Regions from separate parts of the Rattus norvegicus genome. Here region 2 is linked to region 1. A link is a contact called in public Hi-C data. All regions are on one chromosome and are shown on one strand. Each heading gives the region's core, a stretch centred on a gene start, on an enhancer-like site or on the middle of the called end of the contact. The rest is flanking DNA. Distances are from core to core; before and after follow the strand shown. Region 1 has its middle 12 kb from the start of Trnav-uac3. Region 2 has its middle 35 kb from the start of Ddx1.

Region 1 (5,898 bases), core at 3,221-5,720:
ACTGTGGAACTTTTGTTCTGGAACAGGTATGGGCGGCATTTTCTGTAAAGGGTCAGATCATAAACATTGTAAGTGTTGCAGGGCATAGAACCTCATTCTCAGTCCCTTGCCTCTGCCACGAGGGTAAAAGCAGCTACAGGAACAGCTAAGCAAGGGCAGAGCTGGGCAGCAACAGAACTGTCAAGACCAAATGGTGGGCTAGGATTAGCTGCTCATGGGTCAGAGTTGGCCAACCACTGGTCTAGCAGGAGAGATAGATAAGGAACAAGTCACGGGAGGCAGTTGTAGCCTCTGTCAATATGATTCTTTTCCCTGTGTCTGGGCCTCAGTGTACAGAGCAGAGGTCCATTTTTCTAGCTCATACTGCTTGTCAGTATGCTCTAAGTTCCTCTACTTCTGTTAAAGTGCCCTTTAGCATTGCCAAAACCCTCTCTTCATAGGCAACTGTCCCAAGGCATTTGCTCTGAACCTTCAATGCGACTCTCTAAGATGTGTCGCTATGCATATTGCCTTTTTTGTTTTGTTTGCTTACACTGGTCTTCTGCCTCCATGTATGTCTGTGTGAGGGTGAACTGGCATGTTGTTGTTGCTGGGATTTGAACTGGAGTCCTTTAGAAGAACAGTCTTTAGAAGAACTCTTAACTGCTAAGCTATCTCTCCAGCTCTGTACATTGCCTTTTGAAGTATTGCAAATAATATTGTTCTTTTAATGCTTCATCCTGTTCAGTCCTTAAAACTCTAACCTGAAGGGGCTGAGGAGATGGGTCAGTGGTTGAGAGCACTGGATACTCTTCCAAAGGACCAGGGTTTAGTTCCCAGCACCCCCATGGCAACTCATAAAATTTACAGGGTGAGAGGCCGTATCACAGAAGTGCTTTGCCAGGGAATGGGAACTTTTAGCATCTATATTTAGGGAACGATTGCCACACCCCAGGTGCTCTGCTCTACTGCATGGCAAAGGGATCTGGAAGTCCTCCCTAAGGAAACTGATTTACTCACTGAAGTGGATATGGTGGCTCTGCCAAGTCACCATGCAGCATCGAGGGAAGAGACAGATTTGATGAGGGACCTCAGTGGGGTCATAGCCCAGAATGAAGCCAGCTATTCACTCAGCCATATGTCCTTTGGACAAATACCATGATGAAGGGGGCATGCCAATCAGAAAAGACATATGCACATAGCAACCATATAGGAAACACTTGAGACTACCCTGGTGGATGAAGAGGTAGCATCAAAGCCGGAGCCCATGGTGAGTGGAATGTTCAGTGGAGCTCTTCTGCAGCCTCTGGGATGAGCCAGATATGTGCTTAAACAAAGCTTAGAGTTTGTTTTTAAGTTTGTTGCTCTTTCTGCTGGCTTTCTTTCCTGCTGACCCTCACCTAGACTGAACTCTTTCTACACTGCAGACCTGGGGAGTGTGATCACTGATTTTGTATGTTATCTTGACTATGCTACAGTGCCCATTTGCTTAGTCAAAGACCAAGGTAATGATTCTTGTTGCAAAGAATTTTTTTTTTTGGTAAGATTAGTATTAAAGTCAGTAGTCAATAAAGAAACTGTATTACCTTTCAGGGTTCGAGAGAAAAGGTGTACTTCCTTTCGAAAGAAAGACTTCGTCTCAAGACTGCAGGCAGCATCAACTGGATTCTGACTCTCTAGTCTGACATGTAGAATTCAGACTCATTTGTATCCACAGTAATCATGTAAGGCAATTCATGTGTGTGTGTTGTCATGTATGTGTATATGGTATATTTATATGTGCAGCTGTGTGGAGGCCAGAAGATGTCAAGTGTCCTACTCTATCATTCTGTGCCTTATTTCTTTGAGGCAGGGTCTTTCTCACTAAACCTTGAGCTAGGCTGGCAGGCAGTAAGTCTCAGCAAGTTCCAGAAATTCTCCTGTCTTCACCCACTAACATACCAAATTTACAGGCATGTGGCTACAGGCAGTTATGTGGGTTTTGAGATTCAAACTTTGGTCCTCGTTCTTACAAGAGCTCTTACCCACTGAGCCATCCTTTTAACCTCATGGATCCATTCTTTAAGTCAAGTCTCTCTCTTTTTCTCATGTCTTATCTATCTATCTATCTATCTATCTATCTATCTATCTATCTATCTATCTATCATCTATCATTATCTATCTGTTTACCTACCTATTTATATTTTTTTCTTATTGGTACTGCTTCTCCACAGAGCTCTGGCTAACATCTGAGTGTCAGGACAAACTGACCTCAAGGTAAGACCTCACTCATAATTTGAAGGCTGAAGGGGGCTTCTGGAGAGTCCACGTGTGACTGCACGTGGGGTTGAGCTCCTAGCTGAGTGCCAGCCCACGAGGGATGGGAAGTGCCAGGTGATAGGTGATAGGCCTAGTATTCAGGGTGAACTCTTGGCATTATATAAACAAAGGACCCACATCTTTTACTCCCTCTGACTTGAGAATGTGCAAGTACTTCACCCAAGTGACTTGGGGCGTGTCCTTCACCTGGGCCTCCACCATTACACATCACTCATTAGGCTGAACCACAATTTGGGTCTCTGAAGGGGGCTCAATAACTCATGCCTGAATCCATGGTAAGAAGACAAAACTTGTGTCTAAGCCCACCGTGCCCTGGCTTTGTTTGTTCAGATTTCAATTCTAGATGTGGCAGGATTCTTGTTTTTCCTGTAGTATCTCATAGACACAGGGAGCACCTACAGGTATCTTGGCTCACTATGGTAAAGACTTCCTTTTTCTGGGACTTCTTCTCAGACAGATCCCCTCTAGACGCATGTCTCCTTTTCTTTCTATTAGGAACTCCTGATGAGGTGATGGATGCCCTTAAGACTCAGATGAGGCCCCTCCTCCCACATGCAAAGCATCCTCTGAGACCAGGTTTCAACTTCCCTGGCTGTCTTAGCTGTCTTTGCTTCTGGGTTTTCTCCTCTGTATCTTATCCCAGACACTTCCTCTTCCTCCTGTGTCCTGTGGAAGCCATGAGATACTCCAGATAGCTCCTAGTCCCAAGCAGAGTCTGAAAACTTGGTGCCAAGTAAGTGGGTGACCTTGGGCAAATTCTCTGCCCTTTGGTTTCTTGGAACAGAATGAAGGTATGTCAGAGAAGTGTGGGTTAGAGGAGACTGTCATGCAAATGAAGTCATTATTATTCATCATGCAGCAAATAGAGCTCCCAAGGGCAGGGAGGGCACCTGAGGACTCTCCATTTCCTGTCTTTCTCAGGCAGCAAGTCTCCTGGGGCTGTGCTGATGCTGTGGTCATGAACTTGGCTCCCACCCCAGCACGGTGTTTCTTCAGCAGTGGTCACTGCAGTGACCCTAGCTATCCATCCTGTTCTGCTGGGAAGGCAAACCCAGGTGGGGAAATGTGTCTAAAGGGCTTATTTGCCACTTTATTTTAAAATAAGACCATTTACAAAGATTGAAAGGATAGCGAAGGGAGATCATTTTAAATTCTCTTTAATTTGGTTTCAGTTTTTAAAATGCTTGGAAACATGCTTTTAAGAAAATATACCTTTAAGAAAAGATGTGATATGCGTGTCTGGTGTTTGACATGTGTGTGTGGTATGGGGTATGTGGTATGTGTGGTTTGCATATGAGATGCATGTTGCATGCATCTATGATTTATGTGGTGTGCATATATGTATATGTACATGTATGGTGTGGTATAGTATGTGTTTATGGTATGCATGTATATATGGTATGTGTGCACACATGTATGATGTATATTATATGCATGTATGCATGTGATGTGAGTAGTATATGTGGTATGTGTGTGTGTGTGCATGTGTGTGGTGTCTATATGAAGTGTGTGCCCATGAGTTTGATATGTATGGTGTGTGTATATATGTGTGCAGTGAATGATGAGTGTGGTGTGCAGTGTATGATGAGTGTGTGATGTGCATAGTATATATATATATGTGTGTGTGTGTGTGCATAGTGTATGGTGTGCATATGTACAGTGTTTCATGGATGTGGGCAGTGCATGGTGTGCGTATGTATATATACATGTGTTCCAGTGTGTGTGGTACGCATGTGTATATATGTATGTGCAGTATTTGTATAGAATATGTGTGTGTTCTCTAAACTACTCTGCAACATAAACATCTTGCAAGGGAGACCTTGCCCTCTGTCTAAGAGCTGCAATTGGAGGGACAAACAGTGTTGGGTCAAACAGCCTGTGTTGGGGGCGTGGGAGGTGCTGGGAGGGCCAGGGTGAAATGAAGGGGCCAGGGTCCGTAGAGCTGACCCTCCTGTGTGTGTTCCCTACCGGATGCTGCTGTTAGCTGAACAGATTCGGCTCATGGTTTCATCTCGGAAAAGACGGGGTAAGGAGGGGCCAGTTCCTTTGTGTGGTGAGCTGCTGGCGAGCACGGAGGGAAAGCTCAATTATCAGTGAGGTTAGGGGCAGGGGGAGAGGTCAGGGCCGAATGCCCGCTCTTCCTCTGGGCGCTGAGAGAGCCGCTCTGGCCTTTGCGGCTGGGGAGGAGGATGCATTGATCAGGGTCAAAGGTTGTGTGTCATCAAAGGCAGTCTAGGGATAAAGGGAGCCCTTCCCGAGAATTCTAGACTGGCCTATGAAAATCCAAGGCAATTCACTTCCTCAGTGAGAATGTGCAGACGAGTCTTACACTGCAGTCTAGAATTCTTATTACGACATTTACCAGAAAGTCTGTCTTTATCCTGCTTTAGCTTTCAAAGACTTGGGATTGAGAAGCGGAGGGGTTGCAAGTGTTCTCTATCTTCCCCGGCTAAGAATTGAGAACCCTCTGGGGGGAGATTACATATGTCTTCCTTTGGGAAGGAAAAACAATTCATTAAAAAGTTCTTTGTATAAGGCGGGACACCTCAAAGATAGGACCCTAGCCACCCTTGTCTCACACTTATCTTTTCCCATGGGACTGTTTCCTTTCTAGACAGAAAAACACAGTCAATTGAAAGCTGCAAGTTAAACGGGAAAGATAACTTGACCGACAGATTGTATAGAAAGACGGTAAAGATGTAAAGAAAGAACGATGACCTATTAAAAGATGGACCAATTAGTAAAAAGACAGACAGTTGGAGGCAACAAAGCTCATGTCTGAAACCAGAGAGAGAGGACTCCACATGGGCAGCTGCAGCCACACTGTTACCCCCAGCTAGCTGTAAGTCTGATGACGTCCTCTATAGTGCAATTCTGAGCTACAGAGGAGACAGAAGTTTCCCAACAGACATGCCTATGCATTTCTAGTAATCATTTCTTGGTCTGCACAGTAAAGTATGAGAAAAGAACAAAGGGCCCATTGTGTATCTGCTTAAATTTGCAGTCGCCACAGCAAAACCGGCAGAGAACACCCGATCATACACTGAAACAGTTTGTATGGCACAGGAATCTGGGTCCCAGATGAAGATGGGACAACTCTGGCAGAGGGCACTGTTTTAACAGGAAACTTGAAGACCAAGGCATTCCAGAATCCTGCTGTGTGGAAGCCCTCATCCTCGAGCACCGTATCAAGGTGTTTGCAAGGATTCGTTCAACTCCATGAGAGAAGCTGTGATTATCTGTCTAAGAGAAGTGGCCAGGAAACCTCAGCCTAGACTGCACAGGGAAGGTGTGAATATATTTCCTTTCCTCAGCGTCCTGGAAATGAGCACAGGATGCAGAAGGCCTTGTATTCCTGGATTCTCCACACTTATCTGTTAATGAATTCCATTAGTCATCAACATTGGTGCAAAGTCGCCTCCTTCAGGAAGCCTTTTCTGATCTGTCTGCCTCAGTTACTTTTTTTTTTTTTTTTTTTTTTTTTTTTTTTTTTTTGCATAGGCTTGGCCTTAGATCTGCCCTAGGTGGATTATCTGGTGCCCATCCCTCAGTTGAGAATCTGACTAGTTCTTGATTCTTGTTCGTGTCTTAACCTCCCAA
Region 2 (6,488 bases), core at 2,466-4,965, 400 kb before region 1:
TTTTCTCGCCTCCCCACTCATGCTCTCCTAGTGTTCGTGCCCGTGATAAGCCTGTGAGTCGTGCACTAAGCCTGCTTGCCACAGACGACTGACCTGAGAAATGCTGCCACATGCTTTTCCCTATTAGACATATAAGAGCTCCAGAGTCTTTGTAGGTCCTTCCCAGCCTTCCATCAGTGGGTGTGAGTAGCACTTCTGTGCCTCCTTCTGTCCTTCCCCTCACTCGGCCTGGCCATCGACGCAGTACTTAGTGAGCTAGCAGATACATTAGTTCAGTGTGATAACTTGGGAAATGGCAGGGAGACCTGAGAAGGCCAGGCTGACCCTAGGAAATAGTTGGCCACTCTCTGGATTGTTGGGTAGAGTAACTGGATCTTATCTGAGCTGCTGCATGGTCAGATCTTGGTCACAGAACTTTGGCATCTGCCTCAGAGCACCAGAGACCCTGGAGAGGCTAGACCATGTTAAATATTAACTTGTAAATGGTAGTGTTTCTGACTCAGCTTCCTTATTGTCTGTGCTGCTCAGAGGCCCGGGTCATTCTTCTCTAAACAAACGCTATGGCTCACTCCATTTCAGTGCGCCATGGGTGTGGCCTTAGCCACCATCTTTGGGCCACCCCTGCATAGTGACTGGAGTGGGTTTGTGCTTGGGGAGTTGGGGTGTATTTCCACTCTTAATAAGCTTGTAGCAGTCCATCGAGATCCAGTGATGGTTTATGTGAGAACGCTCCCACTGCTGATGGGCGGGTACTACTGGGAAGTTAAAGCACGTGAGCTTCACAGTAGACCCGGATGGGATCTGTGTGAACCCATGCTTTCAGTATAGCGGAGGGCAAGCTCGCTAGCTTCTCTAAGCTGAGAGTTCTTCATGAAAACAAGAATAATTTGCATCAGTCTGCGGCCTATTGGGCGCTCAGCAAAAGTTGAGTAGGTGAGATGTCCTCTTACAGTATTTCTTGTTACTTACACTATTTTCATCGTTTTTGCATTACCTACAGTACTGTGGTGTGTGTATTCTTAGAATGGTGTCTAAACACTGAATCGAGGACTGAACATTGTGGATATTTTTCAGGCCTGCCGGTGCCAGATTACTTTCTGAAAGGGTTGGGCTGATCGACATTCACATTCACAGCCCAGGAAGAGCCCCGTGGAATGTATTTTATGAACTAAAGTAGAAATTGTACCTAAACCTTGAGTGTAGATCAGTGCTAGTGAGAAGCAGACAGGAGGTGCTTCCTACTTGACTCTTTACTTTGCTCTCTCCCTGTGGCTGCCACCAGCACCATCTACCCCCTGCCGCCATATTATGGGTTATAAGATAAATGTAAACTAAGATCTAAGCTTGAAGTTGGTCTTTTTTCTTTTTTTCCTTTTCAAGGTAGAACTATGTGGCAATGACTCAGCCTGCCCCAGTTTTGAAAAGAAAGAAGAGAATTGGTTCTTGGCCAATTGGAAATGGGCAAAACCGTTTAGTCACATTCCTTGCCTTGTTTTGACTTACAGAGAGGATATGTGCTTCCTTGCCATTTGAATAAGATACATGAAATGAAAAGAAAAAAAAATGTAGGTAAACACACAAGGAAACCCAGGGTAGATCCCTCACAGCAGTCTTATCATTTGACTGTAGATGACGGCATTTTCCAGAGGACTAGTAGCAGTCCCGACATGGTCTGTTTTTGTGGGAGGGGAGGAAGGAATAGTCGAACAGAAATGTAATGGTACAGGAAGGAAAGGGAGGGATACTATTTTGCTGTTGTGGAGGATGCCTTTCAAGGGAGGAAGAGATGAGGGAACTACAGGGGGTTCCTTCAGGCGGGAGGAGAGGATGGGATTTATAGGGTCCTTCTTGGGGTTGGGGGGAGATAGGGCACTATAAGGGGCTGGTTCCTATAGGAGAGGAAAAGATGGAATATTTTTCCTGTCAATTTCTGTTCAGTTGTTTTAGATTCGTTTAATATCCTTTAAAGTTGTAGTTACTTTTTTTTTTTCTTCTGATATTCCACTTCTGGTTAAACTATTGAGAGAAATCCGAAGGTTTTGGAATCTAGGAGATCGGCATCTCAACCCAGTAATAGACACAGACTTCTCTTTAGCTCACTCACATCAGAGTCTGTCTGTTAGCTCAAGGGGGGGACCCACAATATCTGCATTTTAGCCAACTGAGATTGCCAAGGGACCATTGGAGAAACACAGAAGTAGCTCACAGCATTCATTCTCATGGCAGATTTTTGCCCTAAGATGACTCAAAGGCCATGACAGCCAGATTCCTTAAATGAGTGCAGGGTCTGTACCCCGAATCCAGGAACTCTGCTTTGACTGCTCTGGGAGGAATAGGCCTTGGGTGTCCCAGGTGATGTTAGCAATCTGCTTAAAGTGGAGCCTGATTTATCCTCTATGCATGCATGTGTGTACGTGTGCCTGTGCGTGCGTGCGTGCGTGCGTGCGTGCGTGCGTGCGTGTGTTTTCAGGGTTTTGTAGAAGAGAATCTGGGATAGACAACTGATTAGAAAAGGAAAGTGATTGGAGTAGGATATCCATCATGACTGATGGACTCCATGGATATTGTGACTTCCTGGATCCTCTCAAATGTTAGCTACTTAAAGTATGACTGGGTATAAAAGGGAAAATTCTGTGTTTAGCCAAAGTGGTGCTGGAGTGGAAGGAACCAGCTCGAGTCCTGTACTGGGAGGGAATTATTGCAAAGGGGGCAAGCAACAAAGCTCTGTAGAAGCCATTTAAAGTTCATGAAATGGCACGCTTAGCCACAGTCAGATTTACAAGAGCTTGCTAAAGAACTCTTAGATGTGATTGAGCGAGAACCGCCTTACAGTCTCAGACTACAGTTTGAGATATTTTGTTTGGCACTTAAAAGCCAGGCAATTTGGAGAAATTGGATCATATCCGTATCATTACATACTATTTACTTAAAATATTGGTATTAGTGCTGTAGGCTGTAATAACAAATCTTGTAATGTATGTCCATCCATAAATTGTTACTCATTTCCCCACTGCTATTGACTCACAACTCAGCACCGGGAAAGCCCTGCCGAGTAAGACAGACATGATAGTGGAGACAACCAGGGTCAGGTCTGTGGGTCTGTGGCTCGTTTCCAGCCGAGTACACTAGGTGGTGCTAGTGTCACGCCATGAATACCCACAGAGGCCTGAACACATGTGCTGGTGTATTTTTACCACTTGGGGTCACTTAAGGATTACCTGACTTGCCTCTTTCCCATCTAAGCAAATTCACAGATTCCAAGGAATTATTTCCTCATTACATTTGTCAGAGGCTGTGGTCTTTTTTTTTTTTTTTTTTAAACCTAGATCTTGAAGGCCAAGAAGTGTGAATTGGGATTTTTTTTTCCTCAACAAATTGGCCCCACATGGTTAGTGCCTGGGTGGTTCCTCCTGTCACAGTAGGGTGGACCACCACCCCAGCCTTCTCTTGGGCCCACCCACCATTGGAGACTTCTCTGTATAAAGAATTTCCATACGTGTCAGGATCCTGCTTATGCTAATTGCTGCGCTCATTAACATCTCCAGAACTTGGAGTGCTTTTTCTCAGTCATTTCCTTTGATTCAGCTAGTCTCTGAAAGGCCAGCTCTGAATGAAGGGTGTGGGCATCACGATAACTAATTGCTGACACCCACCGGCCTCCTGCCTCCTTCACAGCTGATCCTAGGAACTACGCCACTGCCCCTTGAGAGCATGCTAGAAATTTGTGGAATGGCCCTAGTGGACTTGCCTGCCTCTGGGTGGGTATGGGTGAGGACAAGGGCAGGATGTGTGGGCTTGCACAGCACAGACAATGAGCTTAGTCACTTGAGATGGCAGCTCATGAGGACTCAGTTGACCGCTCAAAACATTGAGAATCTTTCAGAATCTCCCTTCTCAGCAAGTGACGTCTAGTTTCCTTCCTTTTTTTTTAACTTTACTTGATGTATGTACATATTTTACGAGCCTGGTACCTGTGGAGCTCTCAGGATGACGTTGTATCCCCTGGAACTGGATTTACAAATGAGCCAACATATGAGTGCTGGAACCAAACCCAGGTCCTTTGCAAGAGCAACAACTGCTCTGAAGTGCTGAGCCGTCTCACTAGCTGTTATAGCTTCTGCTATCAGTGAATACCTGCTTAGGTGCTGGAAGCAGAACCGAGTCACCAACTCAAGAGCATCCTCTGCTGGGGCCATTTAAATCTGTGACAGGAATCCATTTGGTTTCTACGATTGAATGCATGGTTAAACTTACACTTACTGTTGTATGCTTATCAATCTGTGTCAAACCCACCCAAGAAAATGAGATAGGCCTCTACTAATTAAATCCAACCTAAGATGGGCACTCAAAGTCCTCTACAATTTATTTCCAAACCTTCCTCCTTAAATCCTCTCAGTTCATACCAGCCACCTGGTCTTCTCACCCCCACCCCATGTAAAAGCAACTGGTAACACTTATTGGTCTATACTGTGAACTTAGCAGCATTCTACGTGCCCATTCTGGTTCAGTCCTAAAACCCAGAAGCTAGGTTACCTACACCTTTCCCTCCTAAAGGCGAGGAAGCCTAAGCACCGAGAGGGTAGCTATTAGTAATGGCACTGTGACTGCCTTTATTCTTGTTCGGCTGCCTGCTGGGAGAGCTTCCCACCTTCTTGACTGTCAAGATCTTACCCAGTGTCGGAGCCCTGAGTCATCCTATCCACCCCCTTGAGTGCAAAGTCAGCCCTGGAGTGCCACCTAGAAGCCAGATGTTTTGTATTCTGACTCGTGTAAGAGCCAGGCTATCCTTTTGTCAGGTAAGGAGCCTGAGGCCCAAGAGTCGTGGATGTTGAGTTTCTCAAGCCCTGGAAGGTAGGTTTTCCTGCTGGGCCCCTCCAGGAAAACCTCTGCTCATCTCTTTGTCTCCCCTACACATTATAAGTTAACTCAAAACTCCCTAAAACTGGCACACACCTATTCCAGGAGGATCAAGGTGCTCCTAGTGCAGTGGTTCTCAACCTGTGGGTCACTAAAGGGATCGCATATCAGACATTTATATTACAGTTCGTAACAGAAGCAACACTACAGTTCTGAAGTAGCAACGAAATGATTTTATAGTTGGGGGGTCACCACAGCATCAGGAACTGTATTAAAAAGTTGCAGCATCAGGGAAGCTGAGACCCATGCTCGAGCGAAAGGCCTCTGAGCTACACTACCTCTCTACAGTGTGCAGACATCCTCACGTTATGGGGCATTTTCCAACTGACGGGACTCTTCTGCTGAGGTGATAGACACGGAGACCTCCAACAGAAAAACACCAAGAGGCCTTTCACTCCAAGCAGGAAACAATATCCCACAGTCTTAATAACCCCAACAGAATGAGAGAATAGACCACTTTCAGTAGAAAAATACAGCTTTTTTAGCTTTCTCAAGAAAACCTTTGACCAAAATCTGAGCATGATTTTGAGCATATGGGCCCCAAATTCCAATTTGCTATGGCTGAGATTTCACTGGTACGATGGACCGACACACTCGCAAGAAATATGTGAATTCATCATGGCTATTTTTGCAGCGCTGAAGCTGGCACACTTCCAAGTTGAGAACTTTCTGCTTTAGCAGCTCTCGGTTATTTGAGGCTGGATGACTCACTTAGTGTTACATCCTCTTGTTTTCCTCCCCTGGGCCCCTCCCACCTAAGAGGGCTGGCAGGGGCAGGGAGGGTTATGAAACCCAAGCTGCTATCTATCGAGGACCGCACTTCTTGTCAGCTTTTGTTAATGCTTTGTTGGGAACTACGCTTTCTGCTTCTCCTCAATCCCCTCCCTACTAGGCAAGTCACCTCTGCCTTTATGTGTGCTCCAAACCTTTTGTTCCTTCTGTTCCTAGAGTGTACATTTCCTGCATTTTATTTACCTGCTTAGACATAGTGCCTCTTGCTGCAGAGAGAAGGGTGTTTAAAGCAGGCCTGCTTTCAGGATCCTCTGGACCCATGACACAGTCTGACTAGCAGGCATTTGTTAAACTGGGAAAAGAAAGGGAGGAGAGGGGAGTAGGTAAGTGACAAGACCCTCCCATGAGAACCAGCTAGCACAGTTAGGATGAGAAGTTAGAATCTGTTAGCTTGTTTTGTTTTGTTTTGTTTTGTTTTTTTAAGACGGGAGATAGGCATATCTTGGAAATTAGTCTGTAGCGAATACAGGGCTGAGCCTCGACTATTTCCCTCAGACTAAAGCCGTGTTGATGGAACTCAAAACCAGCCAGCTACCCTGCAGAACCAGCTACTGGGAGGAAATCTTTCTTCCCACCACTGTGCACTGCCAGTCATCCAGAGGCACTGCAGCAGTGCTCACTGTGCAGGCTGTGTCTTGGTTTTCTGCCTGCCTGCCTATCTGTCTGTCCATCCACCAACCCATTCATCTGTCTGTCTATCTATCTATCTACCTATCTATCTATCTATCTATCTATCTATCTATCTATCTATCTATCGCTATCCTGGAACTTGTTCTGTA

The links. A called contact is a pair of places that touch in the nucleus more often than the background predicts.
Region 2: a contact with region 1 is called in a Hi-C map of Schwann cells, with 7 times the contacts expected there. The contact joins two enhancer-like sites. A contact is called at or near these places in 3 of 12 Hi-C or Micro-C datasets (the A7r5 cell line, Schwann cells and hepatocytes).

Annotation. Positions count from the first base shown.
Region 1 is chr6:41,317,968-41,323,865 of GRCr8, reverse strand. No RefSeq gene overlaps it. Among named protein-coding and RNA genes, the nearest start is that of Trnav-uac3, 12 kb to the right of the region's middle. Within about 2 kb of position 4,470, at least 5 of the 93 cell types and tissues checked have an H3K27ac peak or open chromatin away from gene starts, as enhancers often do. A contact at or near this core is called in Schwann cells, where this site is marked.
Region 2 is chr6:41,717,673-41,724,160 of GRCr8, reverse strand. No RefSeq gene overlaps it. Among named protein-coding and RNA genes, the nearest start is that of Ddx1, 35 kb to the left of the region's middle. Within about 2 kb of position 3,715, at least 10 of the 93 cell types and tissues checked have an H3K27ac peak or open chromatin away from gene starts, as enhancers often do. A contact at or near this core is called in Schwann cells, where this site is marked.